Regions from separate parts of the Mus musculus genome. Here all the other regions are linked to region 2. A link is a contact called in public HiChIP or PLAC-seq and promoter capture Hi-C data. All regions are on one chromosome and are shown on one strand. Each heading gives the region's core, a stretch centred on a gene start, on an enhancer-like site or on the middle of the called end of the contact. The rest is flanking DNA. Distances are from core to core; before and after follow the strand shown.

Region 1 (2,700 bases), core at 108-2,607, 400 kb after region 2:
ACACAAAGGAATTCAGCCACAAAGGTGTGGCAGCTGTGTCCAAAGTTGCACAATGGAGTGAAGGACAACGGGACAAAGGTCTGCTGAGAGGATAGGGACCTGGTGGGGAAGCTGACGATAGAACTGGAGCATTCTAGATCCTACCTTCCCAAGCTTCAGTACTCCAGTCGGGGATTTGAGGCTCACCTGGGTTCCTCTGCCGGTCGCCACTCCACAGAGTGGTATAAACCCTTCACTGCCACCAGCCACTCTCGAAGTATGGCTGAAGTGTTGTCAGTGTTGTGATCTGTGGCCACCCTGTGAGCACAGACAGGACAAGATGATGGCACTGGGGGTTTCCCAACCTGGCTCAGACCCATCAGCTATAACACCCTGGATAAAACTCGCTACACTCCAAGCCTGTTGCCCATCCATCGGTGACAGGGGAGTAAAGATGACACCCAGCTCACTAGTACACAACTGAACAGAACCTGCTGGTTTGGAAAGCACATTGGTGTGAGACCCTGTCACAAAGATAAGTTCATTAACTTTGTTAGCGTGGAATGCTGGCCCGAGCCTCAGGAATCTTATCTGGAAGTCCCGGAGTTCGCTATAAGGGTCTGGAAGCACCAGCCTGGCCCATTCTAAGGAGTCAGAGGTTCTAGGATGGTAGCTCGCTGTGAGGGCTGGCAGCAAATCAGAACAGATTCCTAAGTACCTGAGGGGAGGAGGCAGCAGCTTGGGGTCCCAAGCCGCAGTGGGGACGAGCCCGGGCACTATGGATATAGAGCCGAGCCCCCTCAAGTGCGTAATCCCTGGGGTACATAACTCAGGTCCTCAGAAAGAGGACCGAGTCTCCGCAGCGCACAGCCGAGCCCAAGTGCATAGCAACCTCCCTCCGGTAGAGACTTGAGTCCCGCCTAGTCCCGGTGCACCGCGCAAGGGCCCGCAGCTCACCACAGCGCCGTGCGCTCCCGTGGGTGGCGCAGCTGCTCCAGGGCGCCCAGCGTGGCGGGCAGCGCGGGTGCCGCGTTCCGCGCCAGCAGCGCGATGAGCACGCGCGGCGCCTGTAGCGGGGACTCGGGGCTCCAGCGCTCCTCTGGAAAGTAGCCGTCCGCGCCGCGCGGGCCGCCCAGCGGCGGCAGCAGTAGGAGCAGTGGCAGCAGCGGCAGCCCGCGTGACCCGCGTGGCAACGCCGCCATCGCGCCACGCGTCGCCTTTAAGCAGCTTTTCTGCCGGGGGACGAGGGCCGCGCCTTAAAGGAGTCGGCGGCGGGAAGGACACATCCAGGTCCCACCCCTGACACGCTCCTTAAAGGGAAGTGGCCCGCGGGTCATACTGTGAGTCCTGGAGAGAGGCATGACAAGGCTACGCCTTTAAAAGCTTCCACTGCTTTCCGCCGACCGCAATAACCCGGTCACAAGACGTCACTTGCGGGGAGGTTCCGGAAGCCCCGCCCCTAGCTCGAGCTTTAAAGACACAGACAGTTCTTTGACCACGCCCTGAGAGTGTTCTGTTTTGGAGCCCTCTAATCTCACGCGGTGGCTCTTTACAGAAGCTTCTTCTATTTAGAACCATGTCATCTCAGTTTCCAAGGTTGCGACATGGTTATTTTTGTTTGTTCGTTGCTCCATTTAAGAAGCCATCGAGCCGGGCAGTGGTGGCCCACGCCTTTAATCCCAACACTTGGGAGGCAGAGGCAGGCGGATTTCTGAGGTCATGGCCAGCCTGGTCCACAGAGTGAGTTCCAGGACAGCCAGGGCTACACAGAGAAAGCCTGTCTCGAAAAATCATTAAAAAAAAAAAAAGCCAGCGAAATGGCTCAGTGGGTAAAATCGCTTGCTACCATGTCTGAGGATCCAGAATCCTCAGTCCCCAAATTGTATTGCCCTCTGGCCTTCTTAAAAATGGCTTGTGTGGGGCTGGTGAGATGGCTCAGCGGGTAAGAGCACCCGACTGCTCTTCCGAAGGTCCAGAGTTCAAATCCCAGCAACCACATGGTGGCTCACAACCATCCGTAACAAGATCTGACTCCCTCTTCTGGTGTGTCTGAAGACAGCTACAGTGTACTATTGTTATAATAACAAATAAATCTTAAAAAAAAAAATGGCTTGTGTGCGCCCCTTCCTGCTCTTACTGTTGTTTTCATTTTCTGTGTTTCAGTGTTTTGCCTACATGTACGGCTGTATAACGTGTGTGTGTGTGTGTGTGTGTGTGTGTCCCTGTTCTCCAAGGAGGTTAAAAGAGGGCATCAACTCCTCTAGAACTGGAGTTGCGGATAGTTGTCAACCACTGTGTGGTGTTGGAAATAGAACACCACTCAGGTCTGAGCACCTTTACCTACAGAACCATCCCACTAGCCCATTTCTCCTGGTTTGTTTTTAAAACAGGTTCTTACTCGGCAAGCTCACTCTATAAATTCACAGCTATACTTCTGCTTCATTCTCCTGTGTTCTGGGACAGGCATATACCACCAGGCCAGCAGACTGGTAAAATCCACATAGATTTTCCTACTCTGGTCCCTAGCCTCTAGAGGACCCTAGGGTCCACAAGACATCTCCTGATAGGTTATTTCTCCACCACTGGTGAAATGAGCCAATTTATGCCAGATTCGATTATATTAAAGATGGGTAGTTTTACTGGGGAGCTGCACTCGCTGACTGGCCCCAAGGATTGAGTGACATCACGGTGGGGGAAGGGAGAATGAGAAAGGGTGTGTAC
Region 2 (2,700 bases), core at 153-2,652:
ACAGACCCCCAGAAGTGGAACTGTTTGAAAGTATTGTCATCATTAGGGAGTTTGTCCTTGTTGGAGGAAGTCTGTCACGGAGGCTTTGAGGTTTCAAAAGCCCATGCTAGGTCCATTCTCTCTCTGCTTGCCTATCTGTGGGCCAGGATGTAAAGCTCTCAGCTATTGCTCCACTGCTATGTGTGCTGCCATGTTTCCACCATGATGACAATGGACTGAACCTCTGAAACTGTAAGCCAGCCCCAATTAAATGATTTCTTTTCTAAGAATTGTCTTGGCCATGGTGTCTCTTCACAGCAATAGAACAGTGACTAAGATATGAATCACCATGATTTTTATTTTAAATTGTGTGTATGTATGTTCGTGTCTTTGTGTGGATATGTACATGTGAGTGTGGGTACTCAAGGAGGCCAGAAGAGAGTTGGAATGATGGTGGAGGCTTTCACTGTAGCCCAAGTGGGCCTTGAACTACATTCTTTTCTCAGCCTCTCAAGTGTTTGGATGACAGGCATAGGACACTGTGACTCTATTGAGGGCTCTAGCCACCTGACATCCTGGCTGTCTGGCTGGAGGAGGCACTGAGGATGTAGAGGGAGTTATCTCTTACTCATCTTCTTTCTCAGCAGCTGTATTTGGAGCCAGCTCTTCAATACCTACAGAGCAATCTCAGGAGGCCAGGAAGTGAATAGGCAGTCTGCTGGGAAGAGTATACTGGGTATAGGAGGAAAAACAGATGGCCATTAACAATGTTTCAGGGTGCTTCTGGTATGGAACCACCTCATGCCTTGAGATCCCAGCACTGTCAATGCCCCTCTCTTGAGAGGGAACTGTTCTCAGTAGGGTGAGACAACATTGTAGAGGGAAAAAGCTTTGGGCTTTAGGGTCTGACAAACCTAAGATTGTTTTGGGCTGTGCAACTTGGCTTAGATGCTTGCCCTCTCTGAGTTTCAGTTTGTTCTTCTGTTGACACTCGGGATTCTGGTCCAGACTGCTTACAGGCTGTGTGAGGATCCTGGGCACCTGAAGAAAGCAGACAGTTTATGTAGACTAGCCAGGGCACAGGAGGCATAATTTAGGGAGAGGAGCTACAGCACTTTCCTCACACTCTTACCAAGAGCAGAGTCCCACAGTGGTGACCAGCCTGTTTTCTCACACCCTCTTTTTGGTATTTTATCTTCATGAAACCATCCACCGCTTCCTCCAAAGTCCTTACACAAGGGGTGTGAAGTCCCGAGGACCTGGTACTCACTCTTTGTGACTCTGACAGTGCAGTCTTGCTCTGCTTCAAATTGGCTCCGCCCCCACATGATGGCCACCTATCCAGGCAGGGAGAGGCAGCTGGGCCTGCAAGGGATTGGCTGGTCTAGCCTAGACTTCTCTAGGTGCCCCTGGTCAGGAGTCAGAGAAGGGGAGAGACAGACCTGGGAAACACAGTGCTCCTGAGAGAAGGTACCAGACTAGGGCCATTGGGGCTGAGAGGTCCTAGGCTGGGGCAGGACAGGAAGTCAGAAGCAGATGTTGATTTCTGGCTAATAGTCCATGGTTTAGACTCTAATCAACCCCTTTCCTCCATCCTCTTTCATTTCCTCTCTCTCTATCTCCTTCTCTTCCCCTTTCTTCCCCTCTTCTCCCCTCCTTGCCTCCTCCCATAGATTGCCCTGGGTCTCCCTTCCTCCCCAGGCATTATCCCCAACTCTCTAATTCCCTATCCCTGTCCTTTGCCCTAGACCACACTGTCCCTCTTCCATGCCCCAGGATTTCATCCTGTGTGCATTTGCCCTGCAGGATGTCACAGCTGAGCATGTCCTGGATGGGCCTGGGCCACACAGCAGCCTCTCCATGGCTGTTGCTGTTGCTGGCTGGGGCCTCCTGCCTTCTGGCTTACATCCTTACACCGATTTATGGTGTTTTTGAGAACTCTCTTCGCCTCCGCTGTTTCCCACAGCCTCCCAAACGAAACTGGATCTTGGGACACCTAGGCCTGGTGAGTGTGGTAATAAGGTGGGTCTGGGGTTTCAGGGTAAAAGGAATTGTGAAGAGCCTTGAATAGAGCCCAGGGAGCTGGGCACAGAGGTGTGCTGGACTAGAACAGCAGAATTCAAAGTGCAATCATTTACAGATGCACTGTCCTGAGCCTTTCCCACACGGAGTCTTCTCTGAGTACTTCTCCAGCCTGTTTTCTCTGCAGATGTGGGCATGCTGCAGGGCTTCCAGCAAGGCTTACTCCAACAGAGTAAGGACCTTGGTGTTCCCAGGTTCTGTTGTGCTAGACTTGAGGTCTCCTGAGGGGAGACCAGAGCCAATCTCCACTATACCATTTGTTTTCAGCTCATCTCTGGCTTCCCACTGGTCACAGAAATGACCTACAATCCTTACCCAGACACACCCAGGGGCATAGACGGTCCAGGGGAGCTCTGAGGGCTGATTTCCTAACTCCCCATTCTTCAGCGTCTTCCTCTTATGTCTGGCTTCTCCACTGAGATGTACCAGTGAGTTATGTTGCTCAATCTAGATATGATCTAGCCTCTCACTTCCTCTTTTGGAAGCCTTCTCAGAACCCATCCTCCACAGCACACTTTGAGCATAGACTTCCATCTGGTTTTCCCTCTGTGTGATTTGGAGACATTTGCTTTCTTTTAAGTGGCACAGTGCCAGGTGTACAGAGGGCCATAGAGATTCTGCCAGAGCCTGATGTCAGCA
Region 3 (2,700 bases), core at 132-2,631, 470 kb after region 2:
ACTTTGCAGATTACAAGGGGCTGGTCACAACGGCTCAGTCCCACGAATCCATGGGACTGAAGCTCTGGCCAGCTGAGGCTACACATTGAGACCCTGTCCCCCCAAACCAATTAAACACTAAGTCAAGAGACAGCTGCAAAAGGAGGATAGGAGAATTTGTGGACGCCTCCTCTGTCTGCACACTGACCTGACCCTCTGCACGGCAGCCTGCCAGCGGTCACTAAAGACACCGAGAGAACCAAGCACCATCGGGGAGGCGGGCAGCTGGGTCAGGCAGGGGAGAAGGGAGAGGGGAGGCTGAGCTATGCAGAGAACAGGGGAAGCCAGTTCCAGGTGGACTCGCAGTGCAAGAGCCTGGAAAGGAAAAGAGAATGGCCAGGAGGACTCACTCCGCCACAGAAGCAGAGGACAAGCAGCAGGGACCAGTGGCAGTGAGGAAGAGGGTGGGTATGCCAAAGACATCTGGGGTGGTTGTTGTTTGTTTAGGGGCGGGGTTTCATGTAGTGACAGGTATGCCCCACTATGCTCAAATTCTTAGGAAGAGCTGAGGCAAGGTCTCATTCTGTAGCCCAGGCTGGATACAAAGCTGCCTCAGCCTGAATGCTAAGACAGGTATGTGTCAACTATTTAATTCTGGAGTAGTGGGTTGAGATAAAGGCCTCACTCTGTAGCCTAGGCTGGCCTTGAACTCGCCACCATCCTCCTGCCTCAGCTTCCGGAGCTCTGCATTTACAGGTTGTGCCTTCCTGCTCAGCTAAGTCCTATTCCAAACATACACTAGCAGCCGTTCCCTGTGCCTGCCGCTCTCCCGTGCCCACGGATCTTACTGATATCCTGAGGGTCGTTGACTGCAGAGAAGCCTGACGGCAGTGGGCCCTTGTCCATCACGATCTGCATGTCCACTACCACATTGTCCTGAGGGTTCTGGGAGCACGAGAGGGGGCAGGTGGAAGGGGGCAGTCAGAGGGGAGGGGAAAGGTCAACGGTATGAGCAGTAAGGGTGGGAGAGAGTTGGAGAAGGGTCGAGGATGGCAGGGCGAGGGGCGGGGCAAACTCAGGCTCAGGCCACCCGTGCTCACCTCCGGGATGCCCAGCGTGCTCAGGCACAGGAAGTAGCCGGCTTTCTGCGCGAAGCCTCGGCCGAAGCTGGCCGTCCCGCCCTCCACGGTGCAGGTGATCTGCGGGACGCACAGGTCATCGGACTTCGTCCCCTTCCTGGCCCGTCCCCGCAACCCTTGCGCGCTCCCACTTACCGCGCTGAAACCCGGCGGCGGCGGCGCCGAGGCCGACGACCAAACCAAGCCAGCAAGCGGCGCCGAGTCCGTCCCGGGATCCATCCTTCCTGGGAGCTCAGAAGGCAGCTACAGCCCTCGGAGGGACCGGAACCTCGGACTACAACTCCCAGAACACCTTTGAAAGTGCTCCGCAAAGCAGCTAGTACGCATGCGCAAGCACTGCTGACCAGTCCAAAGTAACCGTGGAGACCCGCCCTCTGGACGCTTAAGATACGTTTGCGGAAAAAAGATTAGAACTCCCGCCCCTAAATCACTACCCAGTGTGCGGAGGGGGCGTTCACTTTCCGGACGGGACTACATTCCCCAGAATGCTGTGCGGCATCACCCTGTGACTCCTGCCTTCTGCAAGGAAACTTAACTGGTCTGGAGAGGAGGCCTGGTAGATATAGCCTGTCATTTCAGGGACTTAAAGAGGCGCATACAAGATGGTGAAAAAACCATACGAGATAGTTAGACTGATAACCAGTCTAATTAAGCCAATTAAAACTAAACGAGTAGCCGGGCATGGTGGCGCACGCCTTTAATCCCAACACTTGGGAGGCAGAGGCAGGCAGATTTCTGAGTTCAAGGCCAGCCTGGTCTACAGAGTGAGTTCCAGGACAGCCAAGGCTACACAGAGAAACCCTGTCTCGAAAACACCAAAAACACCAAACAAACAAACAAACAAACAAAAAAACCTACACGAGTCCTTTAATAATAGCCACATGTAGAGTAGCCAGAGCTTAGGGGTACAGCATTTTTAAAAGCAAAACACTTAAGAACCACAATTGTATCATTATCAGGGTCTTGAGTAACCTTGTAACATCCGTCTTTTTTGCAGAGATTGCAGTATTTTCCAGACACAAGACAATTATTTATGATTTACACTTCCTGTAGTTATTTTAGGTTTAGGTTTTAGCTAACACAAACATTGTCGTTAATACATCTAGACATGGTCAGGGACAAGGATAGTCCCCAGACTGTTGCCAAGACAGGTGTGGCTATTAGTGCGTGGGAGACTGAGAGTGTCTAGGCAGACACAAGTCAGTCAGAACAAGAAAGTGATGCCTTAATCATTTCTATTGCAGGAATTCGAGGTCTACCTGGGCTACAGGATACCCTGCTTTAAACAAACAGACAACAAACAAACCCCAACAAAACAAAAAAAATACTTTAAATACTAGCAAAAAGGAAATGAACCAAAAAAAGAAAAAAATAGAGTAGAAAGAAGAAGTTTGAAACACTTTCTGTTCTAGGATTTTGACCAAAGAGATCATTGTGGCTATGCAGCTGTTGACTTAAATAACAAATAATATCGCCCTGGAGGCCAGTTCACTAGCAAGCTAGGGGTTTCGTTGTTGTTCTGGTTATTTTTGTTTGTTTTGGTCGGTTGGTTTTTGAGGCAGGGTCTCTCAGGTAGCCCTGG
Region 4 (2,700 bases), core at 199-2,698, 330 kb after region 2:
CACCCTTCAGAGCTGCTGAGGGCAAGGGGTGGGGCCTGGGCCTGAGAGAAAAGGCAGGAAACAGCCCTTCAGCTGCTCAGACCAGTCCTCAAGGCCAGGAAGAAGGCTCACAACCAAGTCCAAACAAAGCTGTGAAAAGGGTATGCTAACTGCATAAATTTGCCCTCTGGCCTCTTCATGTGCACCCCTCCCATGATAAGACAACAAAAGTAGGCATAGCAGCACACACTTTTGACCAGAAAACTCCAGAGGGGGAGGCAGAAGATTAGAAGGCCAAGGCCAAGAAGGGCAGTGGTGGCACACGTCTTTAATCCCAGCACTTGGGAGGCAGAGGCAGGTGGATTCTGAGTTGGAGGCCAGCCTGGTCTACAAAGTGAGTTCCAGGACAGCCAGGGCTACATAGAGAAACCCTGTCTCGAAAAAAGAAAGAGAGAGAGAGAGAAGTCCCAGGCCAGCGCATGAGACTGTATTTTAAAAAATAAAAAAATCTAGCTTGGCGGTGGTGGTGGTGCATGCCTTTAATCCCAGCACTCTGGAGTCAGAGGCATGTGAATCTCTGTGAGTTGGAAGCCAACCTGGGCTACAGAGTGAGTTCCAGGGCTACACAGAGAAACCCTGTCTCAAATCGAGAACTGAAGAAGTCATTAACCTATTACCAGAGGTGGTGGTACACAACTGTCATTATATGTTCAAGGTCAGACCCTGTCTCAAGAAACAAATTAGGGTGACCAACATGGCTTAGGGAGTAAAGACGCGCTTGCCACCTAGCCTGCTGGTCCCCAGGATCCACATGTTAGAAGGCGCGAACCCACTCCTCTGACCTCGGAACATGTGCAACGCACACACACGCAGAATAAAACAGATTAAAATGTTATAGAAGTGTACAAAAATAAAACCATCAACATTGTCTTCCCTGTTCTTTTGCTCCTGGGAAGGCTGCAGGAGGATTGCTATGAGTTTGGGGCTACATAGTGACTTCTAAGCCAGCAGGGCTACGGACGGAGAGCCATCCTCAAAATATAAGACATAAAACAACAAAGCGGACACGAATATTAAAGAAGTATGAGATTATACCAAATGGAAAGTTCAGGCCCTTTACTTCCCCACTCCTAGAACAGGGAGGGTGGGGTTGGGGAGCCCGCCGCGCATGCGCGCTGCTGAGCCGCCAATGCGGTGTCTAGGCAGCGCCCCGCTCCCGCTCCCGCGCCCGCACACCCGCGCCCTGAACCTGTGCCCCGCGCTCCTACCTGCAGCTGTGCCGAGGCAAAGGACAGCCGAGGCTGCGACAGGAAAGTCCCTGCTCCTTCCTGTGCGGCCCCTGAGCTTCCTGGCCGCCGTCATTTACGGAAAGTCAGGGCGCCCTGGGGGCGGGGCGGGGCGGGAAGCCCGGGGGAGACTAGAAACCTGTGCCGCAGGCCACCCTTCTGGGGTGGGAGCTGTGCAGAGACAGAAAGGCTGGGGTGCTGCTGGGGACCTGAGCTTACAGAGCACTCCCCGCCTCGGGCTCCTGTCTTTGCATGTCCTTGGAACAACCTGAGCCAGCCCGGGCAGGGACTTGCTGCGGCTAGAACACATTTCAGGCTTCAGTTTCCACTCCGCCTCCAACCTTTAACCTCCTAAAAGACACACTGCGTAATGTTTAAAAAAAAAAATTACGGGCGGAAAAAAACCAAACCTCTGGGCCTCCAGTCCTAATGAACTAAGAGGGGCCTTCTCCTGGGAAGCCCACCTGCTTGCTGGGCGTGCCCCCACTTCCTCTGAAAACCTCGCCTTTTATTCTGCTCAAAAGCTATGAGATGAGGCTTGCTAGAAGGCTGAGGAGTATACGCTATCGCCACACAAATCGACTTGAGTTCCATCACTGGAACCCACAGGTACAGCTTGGAGGATTCTGAAAAGAACTCCTAGGCCTCAGATGGTGATGGCAGGAGCCCGTTCTCCAGTCCTCCATCCCTGGCTATGCACCCTGGTGCCTCCGTTTACCCATCTGTTGCCAGTGGCAGTGTCTGCTGCATGGGGTAGAACTAAGAGTGATCCTGGGGGAGAGAACTGTGCAGCTGTGCTTCCCTAAAGCATGCCAAGTTCTGTTCTCAGATGCCCCTCCTGGTGGGTGCCTGGGACCCAGAGCATCCACAAGTCCTTTAACACCACACACAGCAGGTCAGGCCTCTGTCTGAGAGAGGATGACGTGAGGAAACAGATGCCAGGAATGGAAACGTGAAGAGATAGCAGGTGTGATGCAGACGATGAGGCAGAAGACTGGCAGAACAAACCAATATGTGCCACACAGCTCACTGGTGGAGCTCCTACCTAGAATCCCCCAGTGAGGGGCTGGGGACACGACTCAGGGGTGGAACATTTGCATAAGCACCAATACCTGAGATTTCATCCCAGTTGCCATGTAAAACAGCTGGATGGAGGTAGGAGTATGGCTGGGTTGTTACTGGCCACCAGCATAGCTCCTTCTCTGGCCCTACCCATGTAGGACACGAAGAAGACACCAACAGGCCATTGTAGCACATGTGTGACAATCCCACCACTCAGGAGGCCAAGGCAGGAGGATTGCTGCCAGTCTGAGCCAAGCCTGGTCCACATAGAAAGTTTCAGACCAGCTCAGACTATACAACTAAACCTTGTCTTACAAAATAAATTTTAAAAAAATTTTAAGAAAAGAAGAAAAAGGCAACTGTTGGGTTCTGT
Region 5 (2,700 bases), core at 179-2,678, 260 kb after region 2:
ATGAAGACCTGGGTACCCTGGAACCCATTATGTGAATCAGGCTGGCTCAATCCACAGGCCTGCCTCTACTTCTGGAGGGCCATGTTCTGGTTTAGTTGTTGTTGTAGTTTCAGACAGTCTCACACTGTGGCCTGACCAGCCAAGGTCCTGTGGTCTAGGTCCTGCCTCTGCCTCCTGAGTGCTAGGGTCCCAGTTGTACACCACAGGCCTTGGGACATTTGTTTCTTTCCATATTTTGTGTTTGCACCTGTGTCAGGATGCACAAGTGCGTATCAGAGGACAATTTGCAGGATTCCACCATGTGGATTTTGGGGATTGAACTCAGATCACTGGGTTTAGCAGTAAGCACCTCTACTTGCTGAGCCATCTCACTGGCCCCTGGAAGCTGGTTTAAATGTTAATCATTTTAATCCAGCAGATACCAGTCATTCCCACCCTCCATGAATCTCTCTAGAGAAACAAAGAGGAGGCAGGTGAACATCCCCAGCACTGTGTTTCTAAGATCCCTGAGCTAGAAACCACCACAGCAGCCATAGCTAGAGGATGGACAACTTCAACATAGCACAGGTACCAAAAGGTACCACCCTCTGATACTTAGATGGAACCACAAAACTGGAAAAACACTGGCCCCCAAACACTACACACAGACCTGACAATTCTGCTCTTCTACACCCCAAAGCTCAGGAACTCAAATCCCAGGATGGGACTGTATGCAGTGTGGCTTGCATTTAAAGGCAGAAACACACTAATGATGAATGGATAAATAAAATATAGTCCAACCACAGGGGGAACAGCCCTCAGGTACAGTAGGAATGCTGCACTAGTCCACAGCACATGGGTGAAGTTAGGAAACATGATGTGGCTATTGCTCAGCTGGCAGGGTGACTACCCAGCATGTGGAGTCCTGGGTTCCATCCCCCAAAATGTAGTCTGAAGGTGGTTGCACCTGCCACCCCAGCACTGGGGCAGTGGAAGCAGGAGGATCAGGAATGCAAGGACATCCTTGGTTACATAGGGAGTTTTGGCCAGCCTGGTCTGCATGACAAAAACAAAGAAATATCCCAGCACAGACAGTGTGTGTGTGTGTGTGTGTGTGTGTGTGTGTGTGTGTGTACCCCCACTGACAAGCAATGTCCAGAACAAGCCAGTCCACTGAGGCAGGAAGCAGAACAGAGGCTGCCAGGGGTTGGAGTGATGGGTATTCTAGGGCTATGGACAAGTTCTGGAATGGACAGCTGTGAGGGTTGCACAACACTGAACTACTGAGGAACTGTCTGCTTTCAATCATGAATTTTACACAATTTCAATAAAGTGGAAGTACTCAGGGTGTGTATTCCATTCTCTAAAACCCAGCTAGCCACACAGGAAGCTAGCTGACTGCTGGCTGCTGGCTGCTGGCTGCTGACTGTTGACTGCTGGCTGCTGGCTGCTTCTGGGTGACAAGATACAGAGGGTCAGGAGACCCATGTGCTTCTGATCTTGGTCATAGTAGCAGGCTTATACCACAACCTACAATGCCACACAAACTTCCTGTGACAGGTTCACACTTTTATATTGAGGATGGCCTGGACCACAGAGGGAGGACAACACTGCAGGTGACAGTGCCCACCGAGTCTGAAAAGAAGTGAATTTTTAGGATCACCTCTGCTTGAAGCAGAGCACCTACTCCCACAATGTGTCCTGTGAGCTCCACAGAACACTAACACTTACACACTAACAAAATGGAAAGTCGAACAAATCCCACTGATCAAAAAGTAAGAAATAGGCTTGGTAATGCATAGCAGTACTTGCGAGGCTGAGACAAGAGGATCCCTAGTTCTAGGCCAGCCTGGACAACAACTAGACAGACCCTGCTTCATTCAGCAAGGACAGGGTTGGGAGTCTGTAGGAACAGTAAGGGGTTGGGATGGGGTTCACAGCCATACTTGCCTGGCAGTTCAGGCCACTCTGAAACTCAATCATAGAAAGTTCCAGGTGGTGACACCAGAGTTCAAGAACATTTTGTGTGAGAAACACAGGGACTCAAACTGAAATTCTATGCCTTAATCAGTCTACACCTACATGCCTTAACACACCTACATGCCAGTTATTCACTGCCTGTTGGCCTTCAATCAAAGATGGCCTATAGAATCAACAGGGGGTCATGCAGATGACATCAACTAGTGATGGTGTAGATACTTAGTCTGCTGCATGATATTTGCAAAATGACAACAAAGACTAATGATGTACATTGAAAAACATCTGCCAAATGAGACCTGACTGCACACTACTTGTGGACCCACAAATGCACATGCTCGTGAGTACACACACAAACACACTTGCCCTGTGCACACAAGATCATACAAACATGCCCTCATGCAAGCTCTGCCACACATTTATACACATGAGCCTTCAGACATGCACCCTTGGGTCCATGCCCAATACCACAGAAACTTGCCCACAGCCAGGTTCAGTGAAAACTACCCCTCCTAGAGCTTGCGTTCTGGGAGGTGACTCCAGTGTGCCTGTCAACTGCAGGCGCAGGAGCCCTGGTTTGTTTGCCAACAGGCTGCCTGGAAACTGGTGGCCAGGGGTTACACTGCTGCCCACCCAGTACCTAACAGGGACTGTCTCCCATGGGAAAGTCCAGAAAGGTCTGTTGATAGGTTCTGTCTAGTCCCTGGGGCATAAGGCTAACGGGGAAAACTAACAGAGCTAGGT

The links. Promoter capture Hi-C pulls out the DNA fragments that hold promoters and counts their contacts. HiChIP or PLAC-seq counts read pairs in DNA pulled down with a chosen protein or histone mark. Capture Hi-C pulls out chosen DNA fragments and counts their contacts.
Region 1: a contact with region 2 is called in a promoter capture Hi-C map of pre-B cells, with 2.1 times the contacts expected there. The contact joins the promoter of Colgalt1 here to the promoter of Cyp4f18 in region 2. A contact is called at or near these places in 4 of 39 promoter capture datasets (the SN4741 cell line, hippocampal neurons, pre-B cells and 1 more).
Region 3: a promoter capture Hi-C map of embryonic stem cells shows a contact between it and region 2, with 3 times the contacts expected there. The contact joins the promoter of Mvb12a here to the promoter of Cyp4f18 in region 2. A contact is called at or near these places in 4 of 39 promoter capture datasets (embryonic stem cells, hippocampal neurons, pre-B cells and 1 more).
Region 4: a contact with region 2 is called in a promoter capture Hi-C map of adipose tissue. The contact joins the promoter of Jak3 here to the promoter of Cyp4f18 in region 2. A contact is called at or near these places in 1 of 115 datasets of contacts at active chromatin or transcription factors (large pre-B cells) and 3 of 9 other capture datasets (adipose tissue, liver and macrophages).
Region 5: a contact with region 2 is called in an H3K27ac HiChIP or PLAC-seq map of acute myeloid leukemia, with 5 times the contacts expected there. The contact joins the enhancer-like site here to the promoter of Cyp4f18 in region 2. A contact is called at or near these places in 9 of 39 promoter capture datasets (the 3T3-L1 cell line, the HPC-7 cell line, cranial neural crest and 6 more), 1 of 15 datasets of contacts at CTCF or cohesin (pro-B cells), 2 of 484 Hi-C or Micro-C datasets (Sertoli cells and cerebellum), 5 of 115 datasets of contacts at active chromatin or transcription factors (the 230-238 cell line, acute myeloid leukemia and embryonic stem cells) and 2 of 9 other capture datasets (adipose tissue and macrophages).

The regions. Positions count from the first base shown.
Region 1 is chr8:71,609,681-71,612,380 of GRCm38.p6, reverse strand. Colgalt1 (collagen beta(1-O)galactosyltransferase 1) reads right to left here and starts at 1,357. Exons shown (of 12, transcript NM_146211.3): 1 at 937-1,357; 2 at 187-297. The coding sequence starts at 1,181.
Region 2 is chr8:72,008,328-72,011,027 of GRCm38.p6, reverse strand. It overlaps Cyp4f18 (cytochrome P450, family 4, subfamily f, polypeptide 18), which reads left to right and starts at 1,402. Exons shown (of 13, transcript NM_024444.2): 1 at 1,402-1,449; 2 at 1,786-1,984. The coding sequence starts at 1,787. Gm51535 (a long non-coding RNA gene) reads right to left here. Exons shown (of 3, transcript XR_003947403.1): 1 at 2,377-2,700; 2 at 1,250-1,344; 3 at 1-1,020.
Region 3 is chr8:71,541,611-71,544,310 of GRCm38.p6, reverse strand. Mvb12a (multivesicular body subunit 12A) reads right to left here and starts at 1,381. Exons shown (of 9, transcript NM_028617.2): 1 at 1,254-1,381; 2 at 1,080-1,178; 3 at 828-924. The coding sequence starts at 1,337.
Region 4 is chr8:71,675,131-71,677,830 of GRCm38.p6, reverse strand. Jak3 (Janus kinase 3) reads right to left here and starts at 1,448. Exons shown (of 25, transcript NM_010589.6): 1 at 1,248-1,448.
Region 5 is chr8:71,745,924-71,748,623 of GRCm38.p6, reverse strand. No RefSeq gene overlaps it. Among named protein-coding and RNA genes, the nearest start is that of Gm35572, 8.9 kb to the left of the region's middle. Within about 2 kb of position 1,428, at least 27 of the 459 cell types and tissues checked have an H3K27ac peak or open chromatin away from gene starts, as enhancers often do. A contact at or near this core is called in acute myeloid leukemia, where this site is marked.